Linked DNA regions of Bos taurus: region 2 is linked to region 1. Evidence: chromatin contacts called from public Hi-C data. All regions are on one chromosome and are shown on one strand. Each heading gives the region's core, a stretch centred on a gene start, on an enhancer-like site or on the middle of the called end of the contact. The rest is flanking DNA. Distances are from core to core; before and after follow the strand shown. Region 1 holds the start of CENPU (centromere protein U). Region 2 has its middle 10 kb from the start of TRNAE-UUC.

The links. Hi-C and Micro-C count contacts between places; a contact is called where the count stands out from the background.
Region 2: a Hi-C map of liver shows a contact between it and region 1, with 1.9 times the contacts expected there. The contact joins the enhancer-like site here to the promoter of CENPU in region 1. A contact is called at or near these places in 2 of 11 Hi-C or Micro-C datasets (blastocyst and liver).

Annotation. Positions count from the first base shown.
Region 1 is chr27:15,161,610-15,166,674 of ARS-UCD2.0, reverse strand. It overlaps CENPU (centromere protein U), which reads left to right and starts at 1,280. Exons shown (of 13, transcript XM_059882327.1): 1 at 1,280-2,480; 2 at 4,362-4,410. The coding sequence starts at 2,353.
Region 2 is chr27:15,461,732-15,466,859 of ARS-UCD2.0, reverse strand. No RefSeq gene overlaps it. Among named protein-coding and RNA genes, the nearest start is that of TRNAE-UUC, 10 kb to the left of the region's middle. Within about 2 kb of position 3,554, at least 3 of the 102 cell types and tissues checked have an H3K27ac peak or open chromatin away from gene starts, as enhancers often do. A contact at or near this core is called in liver, where this site is marked.

The DNA of each region.
Region 1 (5,065 bases), core at 31-2,530:
AGTCGGACACGACTGAAGCGACTTAGCAGCAGCAGCACGGTAGAAAAAACATGGAAATGAGAAACACAAAATCAGAACAGTGGTTATCCTTGGAAGGAATGACTTATTAATTTCCTAATCCACTGGTGAGCACACGGATGCTCTTTTTTTGTTGTTGTTAAAGCTTTTAAGTTTCAACCATTTTCTTTCTTTCTTAATTTGTATTTACTTATTTTAGTATTTTGGCTGTACTGTGAGGCATGCTGGATGGTTCTTCAACCAGGGATGGAGCCTGGGCCTCTGCATTGAAAGTGCTGAGTTCTAACCAGTAAGACACCAAGGAACTCCCAAGTGGCCATTTTTATTTTTATATTATATGTGCTATATTCTTGTGTATGCATGAAATGTAATTTTTTATTGTGGTTAAATGTACATGACAAAGCTTAGCATTTTAACCATTTTTAACTGTACAATCTAGTAGCCCTACTTAAGTGATTCACAGTTAGGCAGCCACCCACTATTATTCATTTCCAGAACTTTTTCATCATCCCAAACTGTGGTTTTGGCGTCACATCCAAGAAATCATAGCCAGATCCAATGTCATGAAGCCTTTACCCTGTGTTTTCTTCTACGAGTTTCAGCTCTTACAGTTAGGTCTTTGACCCATTTAAGTTCATTTTTATTTATGGTGTGATAAAAAGTCCAACATCATTCTTTTGCAGGATTATACGTTTTTAAAGAGAAAGCAGAGAATCAGAGCATATTAGAAGGGGTCCTCCCCGTTTACGAATAAAAACACTGGGGTAGAAATAAAATAATAAGCCAAGCTCACACAGCTGATTCAGTACCAGCGGTACTGAAAGCCTAATCCTGTCAATTTTCAATGCACGACACCAGACAACTGCGCAGGCGCCTAAGCACCCGGCGGGAGGACACCGGGTTTGGATTCGCCCCTCGGCGGCGAGCTCGCGCTTAGGTAGCTTTACCGCAGTGGCTCCTCCCTTCCCCAACCCGGGGGCGGGCCCTGGCGGAAAACTTGCATGGCGGACGGGTAGGCAGAAAAACCAGGTAAGGATTTAGCGTCTCGAGGGGGCGGGGACCGTCAGCAACTAATTGTAAGGCGTGGACTCCAGCTCTGTTCTCGCATATTCCAGGCTGCATTTTCTCTAGCGCCTTAGGATGGGGCGGAGCCCCGGCCCTCAGACCGACGGAGCCGGGAGGTGGGGCCGGGGACGTGTTGGGGGCGGGGCGTTTCTGCATGCTCGGCCTGGATTGGCCGCCGGGAGTAGCGCGAGGTTTGGCGGGAGTTTTTGCGTTGGCGCCGAGCGCTGCGGGCTGGAATGGATCGGCCACGGCCTGCGCGGCTGTCGCAGTAAGTTCTGCGGGCCGTCGTAGCGCCGCCGGGGTCCCCCCCCTTTATTTTCCTCTTCCTCCGGGCTTGGGCTTCTCGAGCTCCCTGGCTCTGCCTCTGCGCACCGTGTCCGAGCGACTGACCGCCCGGGGCCTTTCTGTAAAGTGGGGATAACGTCCCCACCGTGACAGAATTGCTGGGAGGTTGAAAGGCGTCCGCTTACAGCCGTGTCTGGCGTGGGGAGAGGCGTCGGCTAGCGTCCCCTTACTTTGTGCGGATGAACGTGCTCTAAAGTAGACGCCAGGTGTTCTGAAACTATCCCACGAATAGTAACTTAAGGAGTACCTACTACTTGCCAGAATTCACCTTCTAGCAAGAACACTAGCATTGACACTCGGGCTGGAGTCAGTATGCTTATTTTCAAGACCCTGCTTGTTTTTGTAACACAAACCACAGACTGTAAAGCTGAACTAAGTCGGCGGGGGAGCCCAGGCTGCCTCTTGTTATTTTTAAAGGGGGGGACTCCAGCCACGATGGTTCAAGCTTTTTTTTTTTTTAAGCTCAAAAGATATGCAGGTTAAAATACGTTGCCTATCTGCTCTCTAAAACGTTATTTTTCTCGGAGTCATTGCCAAGTGTTTCTGGAGGTGTTTGAAGCACATCCAGGGCTCTGCCTGGGCCTGGCTTGGAGGGGCCTTGGCAGGCCTGGGCTGGTCCTCAAGGCCGGAGGAGTCCCACCTGGGCGGTGCGAGGGCTGCTGGAGAAGGTGCAGTTTGTAGATGCAGCGTGAGGGTGCAGGAGAGCCAGTGTAGGGAACAGGCTGGAGCAGGACAAAGCAGGGTGGTGGAGTAAACAGACTAGGCTCCTGTGGCCAGCGGGTAGGACCAGACTCTCCCAGAGAGGATTGGGAAGGAGTAAGATGCTTGAGACTCAGCTGACATAGTGGTGTCGGTGGTTTGGTCGCTAAGTCCTGTCCGAGTCTTGCAACCCCATGGACTGTAGCCCACCAGGCTCCTCTGTCCATGGGATTCTACAGACAAGAATACTGGAGTAGGTTGCCATTTCCTTTTCCGGGGGATCTTCGCAACCAGCAATGGAACCTGGGTCTCCTGGGTTGCAGGCAGATTCTTTACCAGCTGATCTTTATCAGGTATGCCAGTAGGGGGTTTCTCTCTCCCTCCCCCGCCCCTCCCCACGCGGTACACACACATATAGCATTTTTGTCTTTGATCGAAACTCATGAAATTTGTTCATCCCTCCCCCGGAAACGCAGTAGTATGCCTACACCAAAATTTTTCCATGTGTTATCACAGAGGTTTCTGTCTTTTGGTAACCTCACCTTCCTCCTAGCCTAAGGTGAGGAGGAAACTTGACCACATTGTTGAGCAAAGACAAGGCAGGAAAGAGTGGGTTAAGACCTTATATGATGTGCCTTCTAGTCCTGTTACTTGGCTGTGTGACCACTGATGTCAGTTAACTTTTCTGAACCCCAGAATCATAAAGGCTGTAAAACGAATACCTGCTCCATCTTCTTTTTTGGGTCTGAGAATCAAATAAAGGATTGTTTTTTTCAAATTGTGGTGTCTTGAGCAGCATTAGCAGCCCCGGGAGCTTGTTAACAATGCAGGGTCCATCAGGCGCCATCCCAGGTTTATTGAATCAGCCACTCTGGAGGTGGAGCCAAGCAGTCTTAACAGCTTTCCAGGTGATTCTGATTCCTGATGTTTGTGACCCACTCCTCAGTTTTCCAACTTTTTCTTTTTACTGTAATTCACAGTATTAATAGTTTACATCACAATGGATACACAAGTGTGCACGTATGATAAAACACAAGTTTTAAGAAATCTTAATTTTATGTCCCCTTGTATTTCCTTTAAAAAAAAATGCTAGAACAAGAAGAAAATTTTTAAAGGAAACAACAGCAAAACAAATTTTAAAAAAAGCTGGGGAAAACCTTAAAGGACATGACAGGGCAATTGATAACATTTGGATATGGACTGTAAATTAGACAATGATGTCAGTGTTAAATTTCTTGCTTTGGAAATTGTGCTGTGACTACACAGGATAATGCCCTCTTAGAAAAGACACACGTGTGTCCCCAGGTTACCGTACACAGACACACAGGAAGCCGGTGAGACAAAATGAACAGTGGGTGAAGTGGGGTAAAGGCTGTACAGAAGGTTCTCAGACTCTTCTCAAAACTCGTTCAGACACTAAATGGACTTTGCTCTTTGTTAACGGGTGTGTGCAAGGTTCATTTGAAAGTGGAGGGTCTGTGCAGGGTGGTGCAGGATGTCCTGTTCCCTGGCACCATGCTGGAGCCCATAGGGTACTCAGCCCACAGTCACCGGCAGAGGTATTTCCCGTGTCGCTTATTTTCACTTATTCTTTGGGTCTCTGTTGTGACATCTGGTTTACTTAAGCTGATTAAAGATGCAACTTTATCCTTTCATCCTGATGCCCTCTGGAGGGATCCTGAAGGGGAGGGAAGAGGGCAGCTCTGGGTATGGACTGACAGCAGATTTTATCATAGGCTTCCCTCCTTCCCAGCCACCTGCGGCTTTGGGCAAACATGCTTCTGGATGGAGGGATTCACTTCTACCTGGAGGACCGTTAAGGAGCTAAATGAGAACACCTGTGTGAGAGAGCCAGGCACGGGATGCATCAGGGTCCGGTGCTTAAGAAAGACGCACCTCTAGCACATTTCTGCAGGATGCCAGCCTTGGCTGTTGATGTGACTTCAGGGACACGGGTGATGGCAGGGTTAGTTCTCTGTGCCCTGAGGGCAGAGCTATGTTATTTATATGTGGGTAGTATGATTTGGCCTATAAATTATTTATGCGTGGGAGATGTGGCTTCTGCTTTCCAAAGGGTTTGCCATTACCTGAATTTCATCGCGTGCACATTGTTAGTGCAACTAACAAGGAGAGTAACTTGGAAAGAAAATACTTGGACTCCATCGCCAGTTCTAGTGTTTCCCCAGTTATTTTAAAGTATTTCCTAACTTGTGTGTGTGTTTGCTCTTTCCTAGTGCGAGATTTTCGAAGAACCATTCAGGCAGAACACATTCCATGAAAGATGTAAGTTATCATTATATATTTTAATGTAATGCTCGTAATTGAAAATGCAAAATAACATTTTGTGGGAGACTCAGTATTCCGTCGACTTGGTAAGCTCTATTTTCTTGTAGTGGAAAAGTATATTCATTTTCCTTGTGTTCGTTCCAGTACAAGTGAGAGAACATTAACATTTTAAATCTTTTTTTCTGGGCCTAGGTTTCATTTTCATTTGGATAATTGGCATCGTTTAAAAATTGTGCAGTGTTCTGTATTTTGCTTTTTTCACTCGTAGCCATTTCTCCATGTTAATAGTTTTCCACAGTTATGGTCTCATCATCTTCCATGTAGTTTTACTCACATGGTATTTTTACTGTAGGCTGGGGTGAGCCTTAGAAATAAATGTGTGAAGGCAGGGGCATTTCTTTAATACTCTCAGCTCACTTCATGTGCTTTTCCAGCAGCTTGTTGAGTTGGCCTCAGAGATTCACATGAAACGCCTTAGGCAGTGTCTGCATGGGGGTGCCCAGCCCTTGGGGGTTCTCCCTGCTCTGTGCCCCGCCCCTGATTCTCTCTCTTGGGGGGGTGTCTCCCCCTGCTTCCCTAGGCCCCTGGCTTTGGAGGGGGCCCTTTTCTCCCCTGGGAAGTCCTGGGGTCCCTCTGCAGCCCCACCGCAGCC
Region 2 (5,128 bases), core at 2,305-4,804, 300 kb before region 1:
TCTTTTTCTTCTCTGTAACAAGACTATGTGTATAAACGAAATAAATAGTTTTATGTTTCCTGTGACCATAAAATAGTAAGTGTGAAATTCTTATATTTCTGAATTCCTAATATACATACATTTTTCATACATATATATATTTCTAAATTTGCCCAGAATATGCTTATTTTTCATTAATTTGAAAAATTCAGAAAAACATAAAAATGACTCTTAATCGTACCACTTAACAGATATTTATAGAGAATAAATGGCAATGTTGTCATCTTCTCTCTCCCCACTTCACCTAGATTACTTCTGTTAAGCAGTTGATGCTAATTTCCCCATATTTTCCCAAGTTTATAAAGATCTACTTTCAAAATTTGGAGTACAAAATATTAAGATGCTTCCAAAATTTCCTTTTTTAAGAGATTCTCTCTTTCCCAGCATTGAAAGCACTGTGTTCCATTGAGGAGGGGGTATATGTGTGTTAACTGGATTACATACACAGACACGCAAATGTATACACACACATGCATACATAGTAAATGAGGAAAAAGTGCCACTTTGAAAAAAAAGTCACATTTATGATATTGCTGAAGTTTAGAGCTACCTCCTTGGGAGTTTGGGAACTGCAGAGTTAGCAGGAACAAATTATCCTCAGGTTCCATAATTTGCTAGCAGGACTCAAAAAACAAACTGAAAAGTGGTTATCCTCATGGTTATAGCTCATTTGGGGGAAAATATACAGGTTAAAATAAGCCAAGGAAAGAAGAGCATAGGGCAGAATCCAGGAAATCACTAAATATGGAGCTCTCAAGGTCCTCTCTCTATTTCCCTGGTGCCTGCGTGTAACACATGAAATATTGTCGCCAGGGAAGCCCACCCAAGCCTCATCGGTTCAGAGTGCTTGCTGAAGTTCCATTTCACAGGCATGACTGGTTGCCTGTGTGGCAACTGTGTGTGTATGTGTGGGATAGTAGACATATAAAGGCCGATCAGGAAACTTAACAGTAACAATACTGGTACATTCTTCTGCAGGCTATATTCCAGGCACTGAGCTAAAATAAATACTCTTTGTGGTGACTCTGTGAAGTAGATATTTTTGTCCTCCTTATTCAGATACTCAGATAAGGAAAATGATGCTCAGAAAAATTAAATGTCTTGACTGAGATCACACAACTGGTAAGTAGCTGAGCTGGGATTCTAAGCGAGGTTTGTCTAACCCCCAATCTCACGCTCTTCATGAAGGCTCTGTCCATGTTCTGGAGTCTTTTGATTTTTAGATACGCTTAATATAGATTTTGGCAGGTCGTGGAGAAAGCAGGGGCTGGGGGAATGGGAGGGGGGAGAGATCATTTTGGCAGGTCCTGTCCATGCCTTCGGTTCCTAATTCCTAGACACACTGGGTAATGTTGTGGAGGGTCCAGGCTAACTAAGCCAAATTAGACCAATGTAAATTGGCCAACAAAGGCAGAAGCATCACAGCCTCAGATGACCTAACCAGGTAGCAGGCCATTCAGCTTAGCCCGTGACTCTGCCAACATTTCATAAGATCCTCCTTTCATTAAAGAATATTAGAGGGTGACTTTCTGAACCCTTCACTATGTGAAGACTTGATGTACATGTGTAATCAATTGTTTTGTTGGTACCACTCATTTCAGATCTCCTCCTTAAAGCCATGTAGTTATTTGGAACCTTACCGTAGTGATTAGCGCTGCTGCTGCTGCTGCTGCTAAATCGCGTCGGACTCTGTGCAAGCCCATAGACGGCAGCCCACCAGGCTCCGCCGTCCCTGGGATTCTCAAGGCAAGAACACTGGAGTGGGTTGCCATTTCCTTCTCCAATGCATGAAAGTGAAAAGTGAAAGTGAAGTCAGTCACTCAGTCGTGTCTGACTCTAAGCGACCCCATGGACTGCAGCCCACCAGGCTCCTCCATCCATGCACTGTTTACACTCAACTTCCTTCTGGAATCTTTAATACTCTGTTCTCTTCCAGTTCAATAGATGGGAGGTTTCCATACTTTACTGGAGCTGTAAGCTTGGGACACTGGCAGGCTCCTGATACTGGTCACAGATCCTAAGGTCCTTTCTTCCTCTTGGTGGTCTGAGTCTCTGTAGTTTGTACAGCAAACATGAAATGCTCAGTGGGAATGTTAAATTATAATCACTTTAATCAGCAATACAATATTCACTGCTGTATAGTTTTGCATGTTGAGTCACGGAGCTCTCTTTTATTACAGTGAAGTGTTACGTTTGAAAACTCAGATGATCTTGATTATTCAGACTGAGATGAATTATGAGATTGTGTATAATTTATTAGAAGTTATATGCTTATAAATTATGGACAAATTTGCCTTTTCCCCCTTCCTTAAGAATCAAAGGCCAAAATAATAATTTATTGTTGGAATATGTTGACATGGTATTAAAATGTATTCGGGAAGGAAGAACTAAATTAGAGAGGAAGTGATAGTAATATACGCTTAGAAATGGGCTATTTTTAACGAAGGGGAAACAAGAACACATACATAGATAGCTAAGGCTGTTTTTCTACAGTTGAAAAAAATTTTTTTTTCATGACAGTTAAAACAGAATTTCTTATCCTTGTCTTTTACCATAAACTATGACAGGAGATGAGAGCTGCAATTTTCTGAAATTTTGTCCCATTTAAACTCCTAAAATGTTTATTTTAAATCTGGAAAGCATTAAGACAAATTTCTCCTAGGGTGTCTTCAGTGTCATTTAGATTTAGACCATCCCACAATCCGTCGTCTGATAATTAGAAGGCAGTTGGCTTTGGCATCAAAGTTCCACCGATGTTACAGTTGGAAGGTTCAGATACAGAGAGATTAAGACGTTGGCCCAGAGTCTCTCAAACACCGAGTTGGTTTAGGGTTTTGTTTTTTTCTGACCAACTTATCTACGGCTTAGAAGAATTAGTCTAATTTTCTAAGCACTTAACTTACCATCAGACAGGAGTTTAGTCTTCTTATAAAGTTTTTATGCTTGTTTGAATGTTGTCACTTAAAATTAAGGCCTTAATAATCATATAAAAATTCCAGAGAATGTTTCAAATATAAAAGTAATAGGAGGAACAAAAAAATTTTAGCTTAAAAAAATTACAACAGCCATGACTTTCTCCCTTTCTGAACCCACCCCATACTCCCTCAAAAAAAAAAACACAAAAACCTCTGCTGAAAGAAGATCACACTGGAAATATAAATACACTGTTTGTGTTTCATAAATAAGAACTAATTCATGGGGAGGAATAGGTATGAATTATAGGAAAACCAAAAATGAGTTGCAGATATAAACAAAGGAAGTCAATTAAAATATAGGTACAAAAAAAGAAGAGACTTAAAATAATAAACTATTTCTTTGGAATCTTATTTTCAAAGTGCTTTACAGATTTCCATTTTTATAGTATTCTGTGAGTTGAGTGGAGAGTTAATATTCTTAACTGGTATTTGATAACCAAGATCACAAAAAGATAAAATATACTAACTTTCTGCACAGTCTCCGAGCCTGCAGCTGAAGCAGCAAGAGGACCTATGTCCTAAGACTGAACCTTGTACTTTGTCCTTGTTCTACTCTGCCTGTGGCAGTCTGCCTAGGGGATGGAGACCCTACAGGGGTTAGCTGGACCAACTGAGCAGGGGCCATGACAAAGAATAGCATAGGCCTCACTCCACGTCAGGCATAGAAAGGGAACAACTAATGGGTAAGAAGAGTCAAGTGATATTGATCCGTGGCTCGCCAGGGTTGAATTCAGTACATGTTCTGCTGTCTCCTGGGTGCCAAGATTTGACAGAAAGGGCAAAGGACAACTTGAACAATGTGGGGTGGGCGGGTGAAACCTCCATTCATTGTCGTTCACGTGGGAATGGAGTGCTCAGAATGAGGGAAATCTTGACAAGGCTCCCTGCGGGTAACAGCCCCTGGTTTCTTATCAGAAACCCGATATTCAGCGCTTTTTTCTCTTCACCGCTGGGGTTGGAAAAGTGTGTGAGGAGAGCATGCTGGTACCAGAGAGGAGAGATTTTTTTGTAAAAGAAGATCTTTGTTCCTAATGGAAAAAAAGAATAAAAAGACAAAATTCAAAAGGAAAGGACAAGACCTAAAGTCAGAAAAACATTTTGGAAAATAGGCTAAGTGAAAAAGGAATAAAGTAGTCCTGGGTCACTAGAAAACACGATTCGGGGTAGTGGTGATTCGCAATGGAAAGGAAAAGAACACAGTTCAAGAGATTGAATTGTAATGAGAAATCAGACACAGCCAATATATCCAAGACCAAGGGGTTGGCTTTATAAATTATGGTACATCTACACAAGGAATACTATATAGGCTTTCAAAAAGAATCAAGTATACAAATGTTAACACAGCTATCTGAGACTGATTTAGTCTCAGATAAAATAAAATAAATTTATAAAAATAAAATGACAGAATAATTTTTGAAGTATAATTTTATTTTAAAATAATAACATATGTTAGTATACATACGATAAAAAATCTGGAGGATGAAGCATCAAGCAGTCAAGGGTAGTTATTTCTGAGTGAGGGAGGGAACCTTTACTGTGGAAGAGTGTTATGTTTTATATTATATATTTTGGGCCTTTTCAAAAAATTTTTTTATAAAATTCATATAATTTTCATTGTACATTAAGAAAAAAATCAATAATATAGAAATAAGTTGCATCACAAAGAATAAGATACATAAAGTTGAAGAGATATATTACATTAAAACTTAACACTGAATTAATTTATACTCTATATTTATATCTATGTTTTTATCCATGAAGTGGTGATTCCAAAGTAAAGGTTTTAATTCCATTTAAAAATGTTTGTAGGTTTAAAATGACAAGTGATAGACTTTTAATAGATGATAGTTATGATTATAAAGATGTTCTTTATTATACTATATTTACAGACATAATCCATAATATGATTTACCTATTGATGTACTTAATACTTTTTCAATGATCCATTTTCATTAACTTGAATTATTACCTTCAACTCTTCTGCTATATTTTGTAATTTTCAAAAAGCAACTCTAATTGCTTTTAACTTAAAGAGAATCCTTCCCACAAATCACAAAGAGGAAAGGGAAAGCAAGAAATATTTTATAACAAACTACACTTAACAGAATATTTTA